2 separate regions of the Anser cygnoides genome follow, and region 2 is linked to region 1. A link is a contact called in public Hi-C data. All regions are on one chromosome and are shown on one strand. Each heading gives the region's core, a stretch centred on a gene start, on an enhancer-like site or on the middle of the called end of the contact. The rest is flanking DNA. Distances are from core to core; before and after follow the strand shown. Region 1 overlaps SLC44A3 (solute carrier family 44 member 3). Region 2 holds the start of ALG14 (ALG14 UDP-N-acetylglucosaminyltransferase subunit).

The links. A called contact is a pair of places that touch in the nucleus more often than the background predicts.
Region 2: a contact with region 1 is called in a Hi-C map of fetal liver, with 2.4 times the contacts expected there. The contact joins the promoter of ALG14 here to the enhancer-like site in region 1. A contact is called at or near these places in 4 of 7 Hi-C or Micro-C datasets (fetal liver, granulosa cells and liver).

Annotation. Positions count from the first base shown.
Region 1 is chr8:2,639,957-2,645,685 of Taihu_goose_T2T_genome, forward strand. It overlaps SLC44A3 (solute carrier family 44 member 3), which reads left to right. Exons shown (of 15, transcript XM_048067265.2): 10 at 5,270-5,435. Among named protein-coding and RNA genes, the nearest start is that of CNN3, 52 kb to the right of the region's middle. Within about 2 kb of position 2,710, at least 1 of the 3 cell types and tissues checked has open chromatin away from gene starts, as enhancers often do. A contact at or near this core is called in fetal liver, where this site is marked.
Region 2 is chr8:2,728,103-2,733,884 of Taihu_goose_T2T_genome, forward strand. ALG14 (ALG14 UDP-N-acetylglucosaminyltransferase subunit) reads right to left here and starts at 2,883. Exons shown (of 4, transcript XM_048067279.2): 1 at 2,739-2,883; 2 at 1,066-1,217. The coding sequence starts at 2,883. TLCD4 (TLC domain containing 4) reads left to right here and starts at 2,904. Exons shown (of 7, transcript XM_067001626.1): 1 at 2,904-3,011.

The DNA of each region.
Region 1 (5,729 bases), core at 1,460-3,959:
TAAGTAACATGTAAATGACCTGCAGCAGCCTCAGTGCCCACTAGGTGCCGATAAAGTAATGTAGGAAAGGTTTATTTCTGAATGTGCTCAGTTGTTTACAGCTGCTCTGATTACAGAACAACTCCTCCTGAGAGGAGCTCGAAGACAACAAAGGCAGTTTTAGCCTTTTAATGATCTGGGGAGGTAATAAAGGATTGTTTTTATCTGGCTCACAGATCAAGGGGTTTTGATGAGGCGACACAGAAGGTCGGTGTCAGCAAGTAGTATGATAGTTGTTCCAGTCCTGTACTCTACCCAGTAAACCACAGCTTAGATTTCTTTTGTAGTTCAAAACGAGGATAATGATCTCTAGGCTAGATTTGATATTGAGAAAATTCCTATAAATTTTATTTCAAATTTTCAACCCAGATATGAGTCCTCAAAATGCTGACTGTTAAAGCAGATCACAGTAAGGTAGCTGGTTGCTTTGGTTTTTTAGAACAGCTAAAATTTAAGCATCCCATAAATATATATATATATATATACTGTACTGTTTGGCTAATAATACATTGGCAGACCAGCTTTGTATTTTTTACTTGTTTTCTGTAATCAGCGTGTAGATGGAAGACATTTCTTTTGTTTTTTGAATTCTGGGGACTTTTTGCAAAAGCTCACAGATCTTTTCTGAAGATCTCCCAGGATCTGCTCTCTTTGAACAATTTGTTTTCTCTGTTGACAAATAGCTGCTTAGCCAGCATTCACTACATAAAATATAGGTTTTGTCTTGTTTATGACACTTTGACTTTTTTTCTCATGCACGTATTTTCTGGATCTTAAATGGATCTTAAATTTTCTGTATCTTAAATGGAAATATATTAAGAAAGCTGAGAAACTGAAATTTTTATAAAGACATGAGTCTTTTGTATAATACAAAGAGATGGGCAAATGAAATTGACTTGCTACTGTGCTGCACCTGTTCTTAACATTTTTCTCGGATCTTCGCTAGTTATATAATGTTTATAGCGTCTCTGCATCTTACAGCTCTGGAGCACTGGATTCTCGCTTGAGCTGTGATGCACCTGATCTTTATGTGACCACACAGGCACCTTATTTACATCCTCTCCAAAAGTTAGTGTTACTCTGAGAAGATACTAACTTCTTGGGAGCTATAGAAACCTATAGGTGCCCTTGGAAAGGTACTTATGCACATGACTGGCTTGAAAACCGTTGATAATCCTATTAAAATCAGTGGGACTACTTATGCATTTTAAGGTAGGCACCTGCTTAACTACTTCAGTAATTCAGAGTCTGTAAGAGCAGCAGAGAGCGAGTGAATTCCAGACCTAGAGATCTAGGAAGAATGCCAGACTCCACAAGACTTTGAGACAGCGCAAACAGTGGCACCAGTTAGAACCATTAGCCGGGTAGGAATGGAATTCAGTTGTGCTTTGGAAAAGCTGTCATGTCTTAGGGTTGTTGAGTCTTATTGTTTGCAAATTTGTGTGGTGTTTCATTGCAGAACTTAAGTGGCTGTCTGGCACAGCAAAACATGTCTTTCAGCTTTCTAGCATGCGGGAGCTGTGAAGTCCAGGTGGCATTAATACTGTGTACGTAATGCAGGATGAGAAGGCAGCGTGAGATTTTCCTGTAGTGAAGGTGCATCCTACAGGCAAGAGCAATAGAACTGCTATATAAAGTTGTTCAGTAGCTAAACCAACAATAAAAACCTATTGCTTGCAGGGTCCTTGACATTCCAATTACAGTTGGCTAGCTTTGCTGTAAATACCACTACATGGAAAAAATAAATAAATAAAATTACACAATAAATTCTGTTGGAGGACGCATGAAGATTCAGTGCATGCTGCCAGAACCTTTCCTCACTTAGCAGTGGGAAGAGCACATTGTATTTTCATGTTAACAGGAACTGATAAACAGGCTCTCGGTATTTTCTGGGCAGTGGTTTTTTGTTCTGATAATGAAATTGCTAAACTAGACTTCCCAGGAATTTTCATCCCTTTAAAACAGCCTGCTGCTTTGGGCATCAGCAAAAACTTGCAGCAGCTGCTGCCGAACAAGAACATCTAACCCAAGTCTTAGAATACTAGAGTGTAGCTGGTGATGCTGCCTTTGCACGCTGCCTTTCCTGTTGTTGCACTGCTGGGCTGGCTGGTACAATGTCACGGCATGGCACCGCGCTGCAGTCAGTGCACAGCCAGGTGGAGGAACTGTTCCGAATCCTGCTGCAAACACTTGTGATTGTTTGCATTGTTAACAGCACTGCTTTGAAGTATTTGCAGCAGATAAACATTTGTACTGATCAGAGGTTTTCAGATTTGGTGATTCAGCTGGAGGACTCTAGTTCTGTAAGCTCTTTACTACTGACTTGTTAGCCTTACCGCTAGGAGTGTATATATAGTACACCAGAAGGATTCGTTTTCAGCACTCTGCTGTGAGTATGTAGTTGGAGGAAAAATGTTCTGCTGACAAATTAAAAATGTATTTCAAGGCTTTGTTGAGGAAGTTTAGTTTACGTGAACAGTAAGATCAAAGTGGAGTAATGAGGAAAAAGGCGTATACTTCTCTCATAAGCCTATCTAAGGTAGCATTAAAGCTTATCTGTGCTGCTAGGACTGACATGAAAAACAGCATTGCATGGAGTTCTGTTGACAACATTGTATATGCACAGTAGGCCCAGCAGACAGGGTATCAGTCAGGCATAGATATTTACATTGGTAAACAGATTCCTGTGAGGTAACAAAACCTGTGCAGCAGGGTACAGTGCTGTACACACTGCCGTGTGAAAGGTTGGCCAGGAAACAAAACCATTGCTGTTGTTACTGCAGGTAGTTATTTTAGTAGGCTGGAAAAAAGCAAAAGGAATTAGTTTACAAAGCAGATATTTTCCAATCCTCATGACAAAGCTAGAGAAGCAAAACCAGATATGTGCCTTTTTTTTGAAAAAGAAATGTTCAGGTAGATTGTATGCTGGAAAACATGATTAATTCTGCTACCAAACGGCATAATGTCTCTGCATAGAAATGGGGAGGTAGGAGACCTTGCATTTTATTGACCTATCGTTTGACCAAATTCCTCAGAAAAGGCTATAGGCTATGGTTAATGAGCATATTTGGGGGGAATTAGTTGGGTGTGCTGCAGGAAACTGGCAGTCTAGAGCCCCTGGAAGAAGCAAGGGCGATGAACCCCCCCCCCCCCCCCCCCCCCTTGGATTCAGAACAAGAAGGAAAGATATAGCACATAGCTTGTTTTAATGTGCCAAGGTAGATGAATCTATTCTCAAAAAATCTAAAAAGGATAAATGACTTTTGTATCCAAACTTAAAAACAAGGAGCCAGGGAATGGGGAAGAATGGCTGAGAGTTTGTGATAAGGGATCTGAGGTAAGAGTAATAGCTTTTTCACAACAGCAAGCATCTTGCATTTCACAGACTTAAAATGCATTTGAATATAATGGAAGCAGCAATATTTCTGGGAATGATCAGCCTTACAGCACTGCAAAGAGTTTAGCTGTTCAGTTAAAATTGATAACCTTTCAGAAAACAAAATACTTAAAAAATGTGTCTGTGTTTGCACTTCAGCAAAGGTTGCCTTGCTGAACAAGCCTGATACCTACAGTACCTACAAACACCTCCTTGAGGGCCAGCTGTGTTGTGTTGATGGATGCGAGTCTTGATTACAAGAGTGCTGAGAACAAGATTGGCTCACCTGTGGGAAGAATGCTTAGTTTGTAGGCTATAAATCTATTCATAGACTTGTTCTTTTTTCCATGCCTTTCAATAGCAAATAGTTCGTCTCTGAGCATCTAAGAGGGATGAGTTTCTTATAGTGCTAATGTTGTAGGAGTAAAATAATTCAATTTTTTAAATACAGACACATATTTAAGCTAACCACATAGTAACGATTATGCACCTGCATAGTGATTTTTGGTCCTTTCAAAGCACTTTAAAATAATTTTGCTGTGCTGCTGTGGGGTGGATTAATATTTTTCATAATTTACAGGCAAATGGACTTGGGTTGTGAAGGCTTGTAAAGCTTGTCTAAACCTGATGGCTGAAAACAAATCTTTATTGTTTCTACTTCTAGCTATTCTTGAGTATGAACTCTGTTGTTGTAGAAAATAGGACAGAATTAAGTGAACCACTTCATAGCTTACTATCTGTGGTATTTTTGAACTTGCAGATGGTGCACATTAGTGCTGGCATTAGAATGCTGCTCCAGCAGTAAAAGACAATTCTGTCTCTTCTTTCAAGCAGTTGGAGTTCTTAACCACTCACCTCCAGAGATCATTTTATTCTGTGATCATGTATATCTTGAAGATTAATGGAGTAAAGGCTTGGCAAAATAAAACGAAAAAAAGCAAGATCAAAACATTAAAAAAACAACCACAGGTTATGGACCTAGAGACCTTTCACTAGGAATGAATGTTCTGATACAGTTATTCCATGACTAGACTCGAAAGTGAAGTGTCATAAATTGGATTATATAGGGAAAGGTCTGATTGCTAAGTTGCCTGAGTTATTCCTACCTTCTGTGAAAAGCTATCTTTTGAGTATGGAATGAATTCTTTGTTATTAATGGAAGTGGAAACAATTTTATTTAGCTTGAATAAGTGCGTTTTTCAATGTTCCTCAATGTAGTCACTCTGGAGCACTTACTACCATACAGACGTCTGCGTTATTGGCACTGGGTTTGGAGAGGCTTTCCTTATATGCCTGTATTTTGCACAAAGATTGCAAAGTATAGAGAATGCAAACTGAGTTGCCATTGTTCTAATTAGTAGTAGTCATAAAAATAGTAATTTTGTTTTGTTGCAATGTTATACATCCTTAATATTTCTATGTACTTTTTCTCTTTTGCTCCTTATAGAGAAAATCTAAAACATTTCATAACTACGAGTTTATTTCAAATTTGAATAAAGAAAACAAAGTTTTTTTTAGGATGCTTCTGAAGCGTTTGATTACTAAAATATTGAGTAATGTTTTCGTAGAAATCTTTACTGATTTATATTTCTCCTCTTGACTTTATTGGCAGCTCTGCTTTAGACCAAATTTAAACCCAAGATTTTACTTTTTGCAAGATTTTATTTTTCAAAATTCTATTTCAATTACAAAATTTTGGCTCTTTGGTTTTGTTGGAGTGGATAGAAATAAATAGCGCTTGAACTTATTTTTTTATAATTTCACTGAATAAATGTTAAGAAAAAGGTTACATACATACTTACTTGTTCTTCTCTAATGAATTATATTAATATGGTGATATAATCCCAATCCCAGGTACTGCACAGACCACTTCAGAAGGACAAGTAGAATACAGAGCTCTGTCTGGAATTTGCTACATGGCATGGTACCATTTCGTTGGCCTTATCTGGACTAGTGAATTCATTCTTGCCTGTCAGCAAATGACAATTGCTGGGGCAGTGGTTACTTGCTACTTCAACAGGTAAGTGCTGAATTGCCCCCTTATAGTTCTGGGGATTTAGCAGCATTTACTTTCAGTCTCTTTCTACGTAAGGTAGTCTCAAATGAACTGCAGTTTATGCCAATATTTTGGAATCCAGTTTAATATAAAATAGTGTTGCTTGTTGCAAGCTCTTGATTTTACAGTGTGAGTGATCTTAATATGACTCACCCCCTACCACTTGAGTTATTGGGCCAAATTGAGCCATGATACAAGCCAAGAGACTGTTGACTCTGATGAAATTGACATTCATAAGGCACAAGGCTGCATTTGACC
Region 2 (5,782 bases), core at 1,633-4,132, 88 kb after region 1:
TGTCACATAAATAAGTTATTTATGACATGTTGTACAGCTTGCTCAAAAGGAATAAGATTTTTGTAATTGAAACACTAATTTCCATTGTACTTGTTCCATTTTCTAAATAAAAACGTAATCTTTCTACTAATTCCACTGGACATCAGATTGCACTTTACATCAGCAGAGAGTCATACTGCTGGTCTGTTAGTGATACAGTCAACTGGCTCAAAGCAAGAAAACATTTGATAAAAAGATACTCAGGATATTTTCATGATTTTTCATTATTTTTAGGAGTTCAGTGTTTGCTCAGTCTTCAACCAGAAAACTACTGACATTAAGATGCATTAAATACTTTTAAACACTTGTGTAACTAATGCTCAGTTTTAAAAACAAAGTAAAACACAGTCTAGAAACACAAAAGGAATACAATTTCAATCAAGGTTTTCTTAGATAAAACCTTAGATAATAATCCTTTCAAATATACACTTATGTCGCTGAGGGAAATGCCAAAGTAAAAAATAAAATAACACCACCAAAAAAAAAAAAACAAAAAACCCACACCATATTTCTATACAAATATTTTTTTATAGCTACAAGTAACGCTTCTGTGACTAACTAGTTTACAGAATTAAGAGAGTTTTTTTTCAGCGTGCTTTTCTTAAGCAATAGATAGCCTTCTTTCTACAGTCACTTTTGCTACAATTATGTTCCCCCATTGTTTTAAATGGATTAGCATGGTAACCAGTGGTAAAGACCATTTTAAAAGAAAGTAAGGAAGGTAGGAGTGAAAATTGGAAGCGATAATGGCATTTGCTATTTTTAAGTACTTTGCATTTTCAGGGTCTCTCTAGTACAACATAAATCAATTTCATTTATTTAGCTCACTTTTAGCAACATAAAATCCAGTATGTACAGAATGGCACTTTAGCTGAACTTTAGTGAAAATGATTATCAATAGCTAGAAAATCAAAGGCACATGCTGATCTTAAAAATAACCTTTTAAAGAATCACTTCTAAATTGCCTTGAATTAGAATGTCAAGTTGAGATCAATTTATCTTATAAGAGCATATTTAACGAGTTACCTGGGAATTGGAGAACTTTTCAGCCCTTTTTTGTTCAAAAGAACGTATTTTAGCTTCACTCATCTTATCTGAGTCTGCAAAAATATAATGTCTAGGCGAGTATGACTCTGACAAACAACTAAGTAACCTCAGGATTTCTGTTGTGTGCCCTCCTGTAAAAACAAAATAAACTGCTGTTAGTACATGAAATATTATGTAACTTTCCATTTCTTCAGTTGAATTAGTCGCTTTCCCTTTTAAAATTTTTTAGTACTAATAGTATCAGTCACACTCTTCTGAAAGGAGAAGATTCAATTAAAGGATGATTGAGACTGTTTAAGTAACATAATGGCAATTCAGGTCCCACTGAAGCTATATGGATGGAAGTTCTTCAGTTAAATGAGATTGAAACAGGATCATACAGAAGTGAGACATTTGTGTTTAATGTCCTATATAACACGCAAAAATAATTGGGTAGAGTTACACTGCAGTCCATATTCAGAGACCATACCCAAGTCCAGCTGTCAAAATAAAACTGAATAGGAGCTGCACCTTGGATGTGTAACTCTCACTGACCCGCCCGAGTGTTCAGCCTATGGCCTGGGAGACCAGATTCGGGGACTGCGCCGTCCCAGCTTGTAATGCTGGAAACGAGCAGGCAGCAATTTCACTCTGCAGCTAGGTCAGCGCAAAAGCTGAATGCCACGCACCAGACAGTCCAGCCCCAGCCAAAATGCCTCACCTACTGCCCTCGCATGGGTGTCGAGCTTTTAACTGCAAGGTCACTTTGTTCGGGGAGCTGAACTGGCAGTAGGCTGAAGAGAAGGGCATGTTCTTTTTTTTTTTTTTTTTGTCAGTTTAGTTTCTAGAACTGGGGGTATATGAATAACGGTGAAGTGGGGAGGGGGAAGACGGTGTGGCTGTGTAGAAGGAAGTCTGCTCACCTGGGGCTGGATCAGCCTAACATCAGGCTGCACCCCGAAGTATGTACACGAGCGTTTATGGGATGTGTTGCTTTGTGCGCTGCTGGAAGTTGCAGACCAGAACAGTGAGCTGGACGTATCCCTGCTGCCTCCTGTTGTCGGCTTTCATCAGCCTCCTCTGAGACCTTTGCTATTGAAGCCAGGTGTCCCGGCCCAGCAAGGATCTGACGCTGCTGGACGAGGAGCAAGAATTTGCTCCCTCCCCACATGATTTTATGCACCAGTTTTCAAACATTTTTGGAGGGATTTTCTCGTAAGCGATGGCTTGTTGAAGCTTTCACAGATTTTAATAAAGTCGTCTGAGCATTCAAAGAAGTCTGTAATAATGGGTCTGAGCGTTGTGTGAATCTTAACCGACTGATGAATTTCTTCACCTGGGAAACCTTTTTATTTATTTTTTTAATATGTGCAAACTAGATTTGACAGGACTGAAGAAAAACAAGCACATTACCAGTCCTGGCCGGAGTAAAATCACCTGACGTTACAAAAACGCCGTCAAACAGCACAAAGACCGGCATTATTTTCTCGCCGGTCAGCGTGTAAGAAGCCCAGGGCTACGGCTCCACCGCGACTACAACTCCCGGCACGCACCGGGACGCCCAGTGAACCCCGCAGTCGCCCTCGCTCCGCGCTGCATGCCGGGAGCTGTAGTTCCCGCCGTCCTCCGCGGGCTCCCCGCCGCGCGACCCGCTGGCGGCGACCCCTACTCACCGGAGCCGGCCACCACCAGCAGGCTGAGGGGAGGCGCCCGCCGCCCACGCCGTCTCCTTGCCAGGAACGCCAAGGGGACGAGCAGGAGGAGGAGGAGGAGCAGGATGGCGGCGGTGCCGCTCAGCAGGGGCAGCGGCGGCTCCATGGCGCGGCCGCGGGCGGCACCTCCCGGCCTACGGCGGCCGGCGCGGCTCAAAGCTCCCCGCTGGGCGGGAGCGCGGGCACCGGCACGGCAGCCCCCACAGCCCCAGGGCAGGCAGACACCGGCGTGAGGTGAGGGCTTCTGTGCCGCTGGCCCTCCGTGCGGCAGGAGGTGTAGCCCCCGTGATTAAGTTATACGGTACGAAATACCCGCGTGGTTCCGCTGGGTCTTGAGGGAGTTTGCAAACACACGCAGACATGACCCCTATCCAGGTATGTATGCGTACGTGGAATTACCGCTCACATACCGTACAACGATGCATAGACACAGGAACGTCGGTGTTCTGCCGCCTCTCACGAGCCCTGTTTGTATTTCTTCTAACGCTTTAGCCTTTCATTCCAGTAGGAAACGTGAAGCACCACACCGGCATTCATTCCATCCCTGTCAGCAGCCAGCCGTTGGCGAGGAGGTTGTGATCGTGCAGCCGTTGGGACTAATTTCAGATGAGGTGTGCGTTTGCTAAAAGAGAGTAGGAGATCAAGAGAGAGTAAGAGAGTAGGAGATCTGGTTGGAGGCTGGTCACTAGTGGTGTCCCCCAGGGCTCGGTACTGGGGCCAGCCCTCTTTAATATCTTTATTGACGATCTGGATGAGGGCGTCCAGTGCACCCTCAGTAAGTTTGCAGATGACACCAAGCTAAGTGCGTGTGTCGATCTGCTCGAGGGAAGGAAGGCTCTGCAGGAGGATCTGGATAGGCTGGACCGATGGGCTGAGGTCAACTGCATGAAGTTCAACAAGGCCAAGTGCCGGGTCCTGCACCTGGGGCGCAACAACCCCAAGCAGAGCTACAGGCTGGGAGATGAGTGGCTGGAAAGCTGCCTGGCCGAGAAGGACCTGGGAGTATTGGTGGATAGTCGGCTGAATATGAGCCAGCAGTGTGCCCAGGTGGCCAAGAAGGCCAACAGCATCCTGGCCTGTATAAGAAGCAGTTTGGCCAGCAGGTCTAGGGAAGTGATTGTGCCCCTGTACTCGGCTCTGGTGAGGCCGCACCTCGAGTACTGTGTTCAATTTTGGGCCCCTCGCTACAAGAAGGACATGGACGTGCTCGAGAGAGTCCAGAGAAGGGCAACGAAGCTGGTGAGGAGTCTGGAGAACAAGTCTTACGAGGAGCGGCTGAGGGAGCTGGGCTTGTTCAGCCTGGAGAAGAGGAGGCTCAGGGGCGACCTCATCGCTCTCTACAGTTACCTTAAAGGAGGCTGTAGAGAGGTGGGGGTTGGTCTGTTCTCCCACGTGCCTGGTGACAGGACGAGGGGGAATGGGCGAAAGTTGCGACAGGGGAGTTTTAGGTTGGATGTTAGGAAGTACTTCTTTACCGAAAGGGTTATTAAGCATTGGAATGGGCTGCCCAGGGAGGTGGTGGAGTCACCATCCCTGGAGGTCTTTAAAAGACGTTTAGATGTAGAGCTTAGCGACATGGTTTAGTGGAGTACTTAGTGTTAGGTCGGAGGTTGGACTCGATGATCTTGAGGTCTCTTCCAACCTAGAAGTCTGTGATACTGTGATACTGTGTGATATCACACTTTATGGTTAGGAAAGAGCAAACTCCAGTGGTGTCTGTTCATCGCTGCCCTTAAGCCACCTGCCAGGGAGGAAGGCTCAGCGATTGGCCTTGCAATGGGGATCGATGAGCTCGAGAACTTCTTGGAGACTTCACAAACACAATAGACCAGATGCCTGCACCTGTCTGTTGTGGTTTCTCTGGTTGTTGTATTTTTTTTTTCTTGTTCATTCTTAGCAAGTTTTTGTATCCCCATCAGCCTTGGAAGCTGAACATTTCTTTCTCATTTTTAATGAAAACTTGTGTCAGCCATGGATTCAAGTAATTCTTGCATAATTTATGAGTAAATTGTATAATTCCTAGCTACCGTTTGCCGTCTTAGGATCTGAAGTAAAGTGAATTTTTCCAATTCATGTCTTGCAGTTCTACACGTTATCCTCTGTCCTTCTTTTTAAAGTCAGTGAGGTATGTAAATTGGCAGTTGTCTGAAGCAGAGACTATTAAAAAGTGTTGCCATAGTAAGGTCTTCCACCCAAGTGAGTAACCTGTTTGTAGACAGCCTCACAAAAAATATCTCACTACTTAATCATTACTGACATTTGGAAGCAACAAGGCTTTAATTAATAGTTACATTGATGATGCACGAATCTCAAAAATTAGTTTTGCTTTCCTCTTAATTAGCTACATAAAACTAATGATTAGGGACAATAGAGATACATGCTCCTAAATTACAGAAGAGGAAGAAAGCACCACAGTCCTTTTTCAGAAAATAAACTACTGTGTTAAAACAAGTTAGTAAGCTCTGTAGGCAATGTAACTACTAATTTTGTCTGCAGTGGTATCCATCCCTCTTAAATGTTCTTCAGTGAAATATGTGTTCCTTGGACTACGAAACTGACAAGCTGACCGTTCAAAGCAAAGGTCCCGACTTTCAAGGCGTCTAGAAAGCTGACCAGTGAGTTTGCCTCATAATCTCCTAGAACAAGTGCTGGAAGTCCTAATCATTGGGAATTTTGCTTGAATAAGGAATATAGCTTCCAAGGAGTATCCACAGCCAATTGCAAGGCTGGAGGGAAGCTTCAGAGTTTGGTGAGGCTGGTTAAAGGAATTTCTTAAAGACTGAAGTGACAATATGCAACCTGCAAACCTGAAGCTTTTCAAGGTGTTTTCATTATTTCTTTTTGTTTTAAAAGTTGAGTAGAGTTAGCCCACAAAGATGCCATGTGCTGCCAGTGAATGTAGAACCTATTTGTTTGAGAGGAAACAGTGCACTTGCCCTGAGTCATTTGACAGAAAGTGATGTCAGTGCAGTAATTACAAGGGCTGTCCCTGGTACCTGTGCTGC